Regions from separate parts of the Sus scrofa genome. Here region 2 is linked to region 1. Evidence: chromatin contacts called from public Hi-C data. All regions are on one chromosome and are shown on one strand. The core of a region is the stretch at or near the end of the contact, and the rest is flanking DNA. Distances in the headings are between cores, read along the strand shown.

Evidence for each region. Hi-C and Micro-C count contacts between places; a contact is called where the count stands out from the background.
Region 2: a contact with region 1 is called in a Hi-C map of embryonic fibroblasts, with 2.0 times the contacts expected there. The contact joins the promoter of SDC2 here to the promoter of TSPYL5 in region 1. A contact is called at or near these places in 1 of 47 Hi-C or Micro-C datasets (embryonic fibroblasts) and 1 of 2 datasets of contacts at active chromatin or transcription factors (skeletal muscle).

The regions. Positions count from the first base shown.
Region 1 is chr4:39,361,447-39,364,465 of Sscrofa11.1, reverse strand. It overlaps TSPYL5 (testis-specific Y-encoded-like protein 5), which reads right to left and starts at 1,521. Exons shown (of 2, transcript XM_021089072.1): 1 at 1-1,521. The coding sequence starts at 1,497. The coding sequence ends at 163.
Region 2 is chr4:40,128,021-40,131,039 of Sscrofa11.1, reverse strand. It overlaps SDC2 (syndecan 2), which reads left to right and starts at 1,557. Exons shown (of 5, transcript NM_001315754.1): 1 at 1,557-1,871. The coding sequence starts at 1,812.

The sequences.
Region 1 (3,019 bases), core at 272-2,771:
GGGGAGGCAACAGAACATGATCATAAATGCCATATTCTTGTAACAGAAGTCCAAAGCGAATACAGTGCACAGAGGCCAACACGAAGAGATGGCAGACAGCCAAACACATGTGGTCAGCCAGGCACGGGTCCAGCAGGAGGTAGGAGGGAGACTTGTGCAGGCTCAGTTGGACTTGTTGACCCCAGGCTCAGGGGTCTCCACTGGCTGCCTTGTTGGACCTGGCCGGCCCTCCTTTCCTTTCTCTGCACGGGCCCCTTCACTCATCAGGTAGTACTGCAGAGGATTGGGCCACAATTCCTCGTTGATTATCTCCACAATCTTGTCAGACTCAATGGAGCTGTGGTTGGAAAACCACCCAAAGAAGCTCCGGCTGTTGTCTGGGTTGCCCTGACTTAGGGTCTGGAGATCATGCCCTGGGAGCCACTGGATTGGAGTTGAACGAGACACCACCTGGCCGGATGGACCACACCCGTATTCCTTGATGAGCACCTTATTTTGGAAATAGGGGTTGCGCCCAAAGTAGAACTTGATTTTGTAGCCCAATCTGGCGAGGCCAAGCTCTTCCACCTCCAAGCTATTCAAGTAGCCGAGTACCTCTTTATCTTGGTTGTTCAGAAAGGACGAGAGCTGGGGGTGGTTCTGAAACGCCTGCCCCCAGAAGCCTGGGATGTTCTGGATGAGGAGGTTCCGGCGCTCTAAATGATGCAGGCGCAACTGGCCAAACTTGCGAGAGAGCCGCAGGTAGGCCCTGTCCGCCTGGGCGTTCATGGTCTCCAGCTTCAACTGGACGTTCTCCAGCGTATCCATGCTGCCTTCTGTCGCTGGAGGCCCCGACCCTGCATCCTTCTCCACCTTCTTCTCCTCTACCACTGGAACGGAGGCAGACTCCCCAGCAGTCCCTTTCTTCGGCTTCCCACCGGCTACGGCCGAAGGCCCCCTCCCCGCTGCGCTACAGGTATCTGAGGCCTTCTTCCCAGCCGGGCCGCGCCGATTTCCAACGCGGGGGCCATTTTTCGGTCTTCCCACGGTTCCCACGGTTCCTACGAAGACGGTGTCTGTCGTCAGACGCTCTGAGAGGGATGCGGCCTTCCCCTGGCCGGGCCTGGTCGCGGCCTGCCCGCGATCCCCCGCAGCCCGGGCCCGGAGCGCGAGGCCACAGTCCAGGGGGAGCCGACAGGCGTCCTCTTCCCCGGGCCGGCGGGGCGGCGCGGGCGCAGCGGTTTCCAGGCCACCCCAACCCGCGCCAGCCTGCACCTGTGCCGCCTTGGTCTCCTCCCCGAGCCTCTGGCACTGTGGAGGGTCCGGGTCGCGTGGGGCGTCATCAGGAGCAGCGCGGACTCGGCCTTTGGCGCGGCCTTTGCCCCGGCTCTTGGCGCGGGAGGACTTTCTACCCCTACTTCGGCCGCTCATGGTGGTAGCGGACTCGGCTTCAAAGCCACGCTCCGACCCTGCGGCCCCTGGCGCCAGCTCGCGGTCCCTACCGGCGGGCCTCTCCATGGCAACCGCCGACGTCACGACTGCACGACTATACCATCGCGCGAGGACGGGATGCGCCCGGTGATTGGCTCCGCCGCCGCAGCTGCGCACCAGCCGACCCTCACAGACGCCCCCCCACCCGCATCTCACCCCAGCTCCCTTTCACTGTGAGCGGAGGGTTTGCTTCCGTTTGGTGTCTTCCCCCAAGTCTCAGTTGTGCCCTCGGCGGGCCCCTCACACAAAACACCCTCAAGACAGCCATCACATCCGTCCCTCCCATCATGGGCTTTCTAAACTAAACATCTTCAGACCATTCACCTATCTGCTGTGACTTCTATTGTGATGAAACTACTGCTGGTCTTTATGTCTGATCTTTGAAAACCTTTGCTTAGAGATTTGCTCTGGTACCTTAACTCCAGGGACTGTAAAGGTAGGTACCATAATGCCAGAACCACCAGGCGATTTGCTGCGCGGTGGAATGTTAATAGTAATTGTACAAATAAAAACAACTAGTATTTTGGGACAATCGTTATGTATCCGGCACTTTACTAAGTGCTTTATATGCATTTTCGCAGTATATGATGGAGGTATTGTTACCATTCTTATTTTCCAGATGAGAAAACAGTGGCTCAGAGAGGCCAAGGAACATTCCTGAGATAACACAGGAAAGGATGGAAGCACAATTCTAACCCAAACCTATCTGACTCAACCTTTGTTTTATATTCCCAAGTGGCTAGTTCTTCCAGACCTGCTCAGCTGTAAACTCCTGCACTGGGTCTTCAGAATGCCAGCCTTGCCTCTTAAACCAGCATCAGCAGAGCACCTCTGCATCCTGGGACCATCACCCGAGTCTTCTAGCTGCCTCCGGTGTAGTTCAAGCTGAGCTATCACTCAAATCACAGGGCCAGGAATGAAGGCTACAAGTCAGAACTCCTGTAATTGGAGGAAGACAAGAAAGTGCTCAGAGAATTCTTATTCAAGGAGCGGAGCCAGGCTATCCAGGTTAAGATTCAGAAGCAGAGCCTCCATAGTGTTGGCAGGGAGGAGGCCCTAGAAACATCTCAGACCCTTAATTGAAAGAGCTGGATAACCTATCTCGTATTCCTGAAAGAGCCCTGGACTGTGCTTTTACCAGCCAGGTGAAATAGTGAGGCCAGTGATGAGGTTGTGACCAATGTGAAAGTTTTCGGGTTGTCCTTTTAAGCTCAACAAGCTCAAAGGGAACAAAAAGGCCCTTGCAGCCAGCTAATGGAGATGTGAGCCCCAAAGTCCCTGGGTTCCCCATACCTCTTTACTCTCATTACTCAGTGTGTGGTGGTGGCCTGGCAGCCTGGCATCACCTGGTAGCTTGTTAAAAATGCAGGATTTCAGGCCCCACCCCAGACCTACTAAATCAGAATTTGAATTTTAGTAAGATCTCAGTTGATTTGTATCCATGTTAAAATAGAAGTTTAAGGAAAATAGAAATTATTTTGATACAAGTGAGCCTTATTTTAAGCCACCCAGACACAAGTGACTACTGACTTTCTCAAAGGCTCTACAG
Region 2 (3,019 bases), core at 308-2,807, 770 kb before region 1:
GTATGACTGTATATTATTCTAAGTTCAAAAAGTATCAAGGTCTGGTGTCTATATATCTACATCTAGGTTTCTTAAAGGCTCACAACTCTTATGCAGTATAGAGTTTTAGATCAAAGTTTATCCAATAAATATGTATTGTATATCTTTAGGCAACAGGAATGAGAATACAGTGGTGAACAAGACAGAAAAGTCGCTGGTCTCCTGGAGTGGGCATTCTAGGACCAGACTGGCTCTACAATTCATTTACTCCAGAAATTAGAGAGAAAAATAGTGGTAGAAACTGGCAGGGAGTTTGCCATGTCCGGTAGTGCACTAGAGACACAGAACTGAAAAAAAAAAAAAAAAAAAAAAAAAGACTTCACCACAAAATACTTGGGACCAATTACTTCCATTCAGGAAACACATGCTCATCATTTTCTTCAAACTAGAAATTACTTTATCCTGCTTTTCTTTGAAGTTCTCTTCAATCTGTTATTGTTCAGGGTCTCTATCCAATTTCTCATCAAATTGCCCTATTTGTAGCTTCCAAACATTAACACCTCTATGTTGAAATGGAGCCTATAAAATGCCTTCGGGGCTTAAACCATGTGTGAGGCAGAAATGGTATTTAAGCCCTTAATGAAATTATGAGCTTTTAAAGGGTTGCGTTTTGGGTTTATGGGAGCTTTCCTCCAGATTTTTTTTTTGGGGGGGGGGCGTTAGGGTGGGTGGGAAATGCTCAACACACGTTTATTACGTTTATTGTTTTCGCTTTTAAAATACAATTTTCATGAACTAGCGATTTATGAACACTTTACACTGCTTGAAAGCATCTGTAAACTTGGTGTGTGTGTGTGTTTTTTCCAACTCTCAAAGCAGCTTCTTGCTACTGGTCGAATTCCAGCCGGCAGAAAAGCTAAATATGTCTCGTCGCTTCACCGATCTTTCTCCAGAAAAGTGAAAGAGAATAGAAAATAGAGAAGGAGCAAGGGGGAGGCGAGAGGAAAAGGCGAAGGGGTAAGGGGAGAAGGAAGCCAGAAAATAAAGGAGCGCCGGAGCACAGATTGCAGACGAGCAGACCCAGAGCAGCCACAGCGCGGAGCTGCCGGCGGCCACTGGTCCCCCGAGCTGCCAATCGCGGTGTAATCCTGTAGGAATTTCTCCCGGGTTTAGCAGGGAGTCACACAGCCGCCTCCTCTCCCGAGTGGCCCGGAGAAGCCCAGAGAAGCTGGCTGGGGAGGGAGGGAGGGAGCGGGAGGAGAAGAGGAGGTGGAGGAGGAGGACCCTGGGAGGGAGGCGGCGGCGCGGGAGGAGGAGGGGCGCAGCCGCGGAGCCACTAGCCCTGCCGGACGCGCTTCTCTCCAGATACTCCCAGAGCTCCAGCCGCGCGGATCTCGCGCCCCCACCGCTCTGCCCCCAAACTTCAGCTGCAGCTACATTCCAAGCCATCTAATTTATTCCTCAAAAATCAGAAACCGAGCCGCGACACGGGGAAGGAGTCCGCGGAGGAGTAAAACTACAGCAGAGCAAGAAAGGCTCCAGAGAGCTGCCTCCCCGGAGCAACAACTCGGCGTCGGGAGTGTAGGAACCAACAAGTGAGAAGGCGCCGCGTTCCCCCAGCGCAGCCGCGGGCAGCGGGAGCAGGCGCAGGAAGAAGAAGCGAGCGCCCCGGAGTCCCGAGCCCGAACCCCCGAGCCCCCGAGCCGGAGCCGCGGTCGCGGAGGCTGCTCCGCTCCGGATTCTTCGGCGCGGGCTGCGCCGGGCGCTGAGCAAGAGGTTCCGCTTCTCTCTGGTTGCAAGCGGCGGCTGGGAGCAGCCGATCCCCGGGGAATATGCGGCGCGTTTGGATCCTGCTCACCTTGGGCTTGGTGGCCTGCGTGTCGGCGGAGTCGGTGAGTGGGCCAGGAGGGGGACGCGCGCGCCACATAGGGTGTCGAGGCCGAGCGGGGTGCGCAGAGCCCGCGGGGAGTCGGGGAGCGCCACCTGGGGGATGCCCCCCACTCCCAGCTGTGTCAGCTCGGCCCCCGGGGATCTGCTGGGACAAATGCGCTCGCTCCTCCGCCCCTTCCCTCCTCCCTTTCCCGCAGAAAAGCGCCGCTCCCTGGAGTTGCCTGGAGGTCCCCCGGGATCAGCAAGAGAGTACGGCAGTTTTGTCGAACCGCAGAGGCCCCAGAAATCTCTCCCAACTTCTTCGCCCTCGGAGGGTCTTTCTTTATGGCCGGGAAGGACCGATGGGGAAGGGTGGCCGGAGAGAGGATGTCGGGAAAGGGCAGCGTGAGAACTGGTCCCCTCCGCGCGCTCCCGGAGACCCAGGAACGACCTGGAAACTTTGGGGTCCCTTTGTCAGCACACACACACCCCCACGCCAGCTTTCCTACTCCATTGAATGCACGTTCTGGGGAGATGGGGCCCAGCTTTGAGAAACCCGCGAGTGTCCGGAGAGGAAAGTTTGCAAAAGTTCTTTTGTTTGATGTTCCGGGTGGCTGGGGTAAGGGAGCAGACACTGCGTGGATAAGCTACCCGCGGAGGCACAGTCGTCGGTCCCTTGGGGGGTGAGCGGGATGCGCCCCAAAATGCCAGGATGCGGACCCCTGGACTCCAAGTCTTGCAACGACCCGACCTCCTTGAGGGTCGGGGGGCGGCTTGCGGGCCCTAAGGAACAGGAGGGCATTTTGGTAGGGGTTGCGCTCAAGTGCAGCAGCTGGGCGAGGTGAGGTGCCTGAGACACTGAGCTTGGCCTCGGGTCGCCTGGCTGCTCGGAGAACCGGGGCTTCCAGCCCGCCACGCTCGTCCTCGCGGGCCCCGGCTGGGGTGCACCGAGGCTTGGAGGAGTCTCTTCTCCCACGGGCCCGAAAGCGGGCATCTAGCTTCCCTCCCTGGCCTCGGCGGTGGGAACTTGCTTTCTCCCCCTTTGGGTCGCGTTTCGGGGGTTGGAGCTTGTTTCCCTCCGACACCCAATGAGCGCCCTCTAAAGGGAACTGCCTCCTGGGTTTTGATTTGTGCGTGACGGCCCCTACCTGGGCGCTCTGAGCTTTGTCCG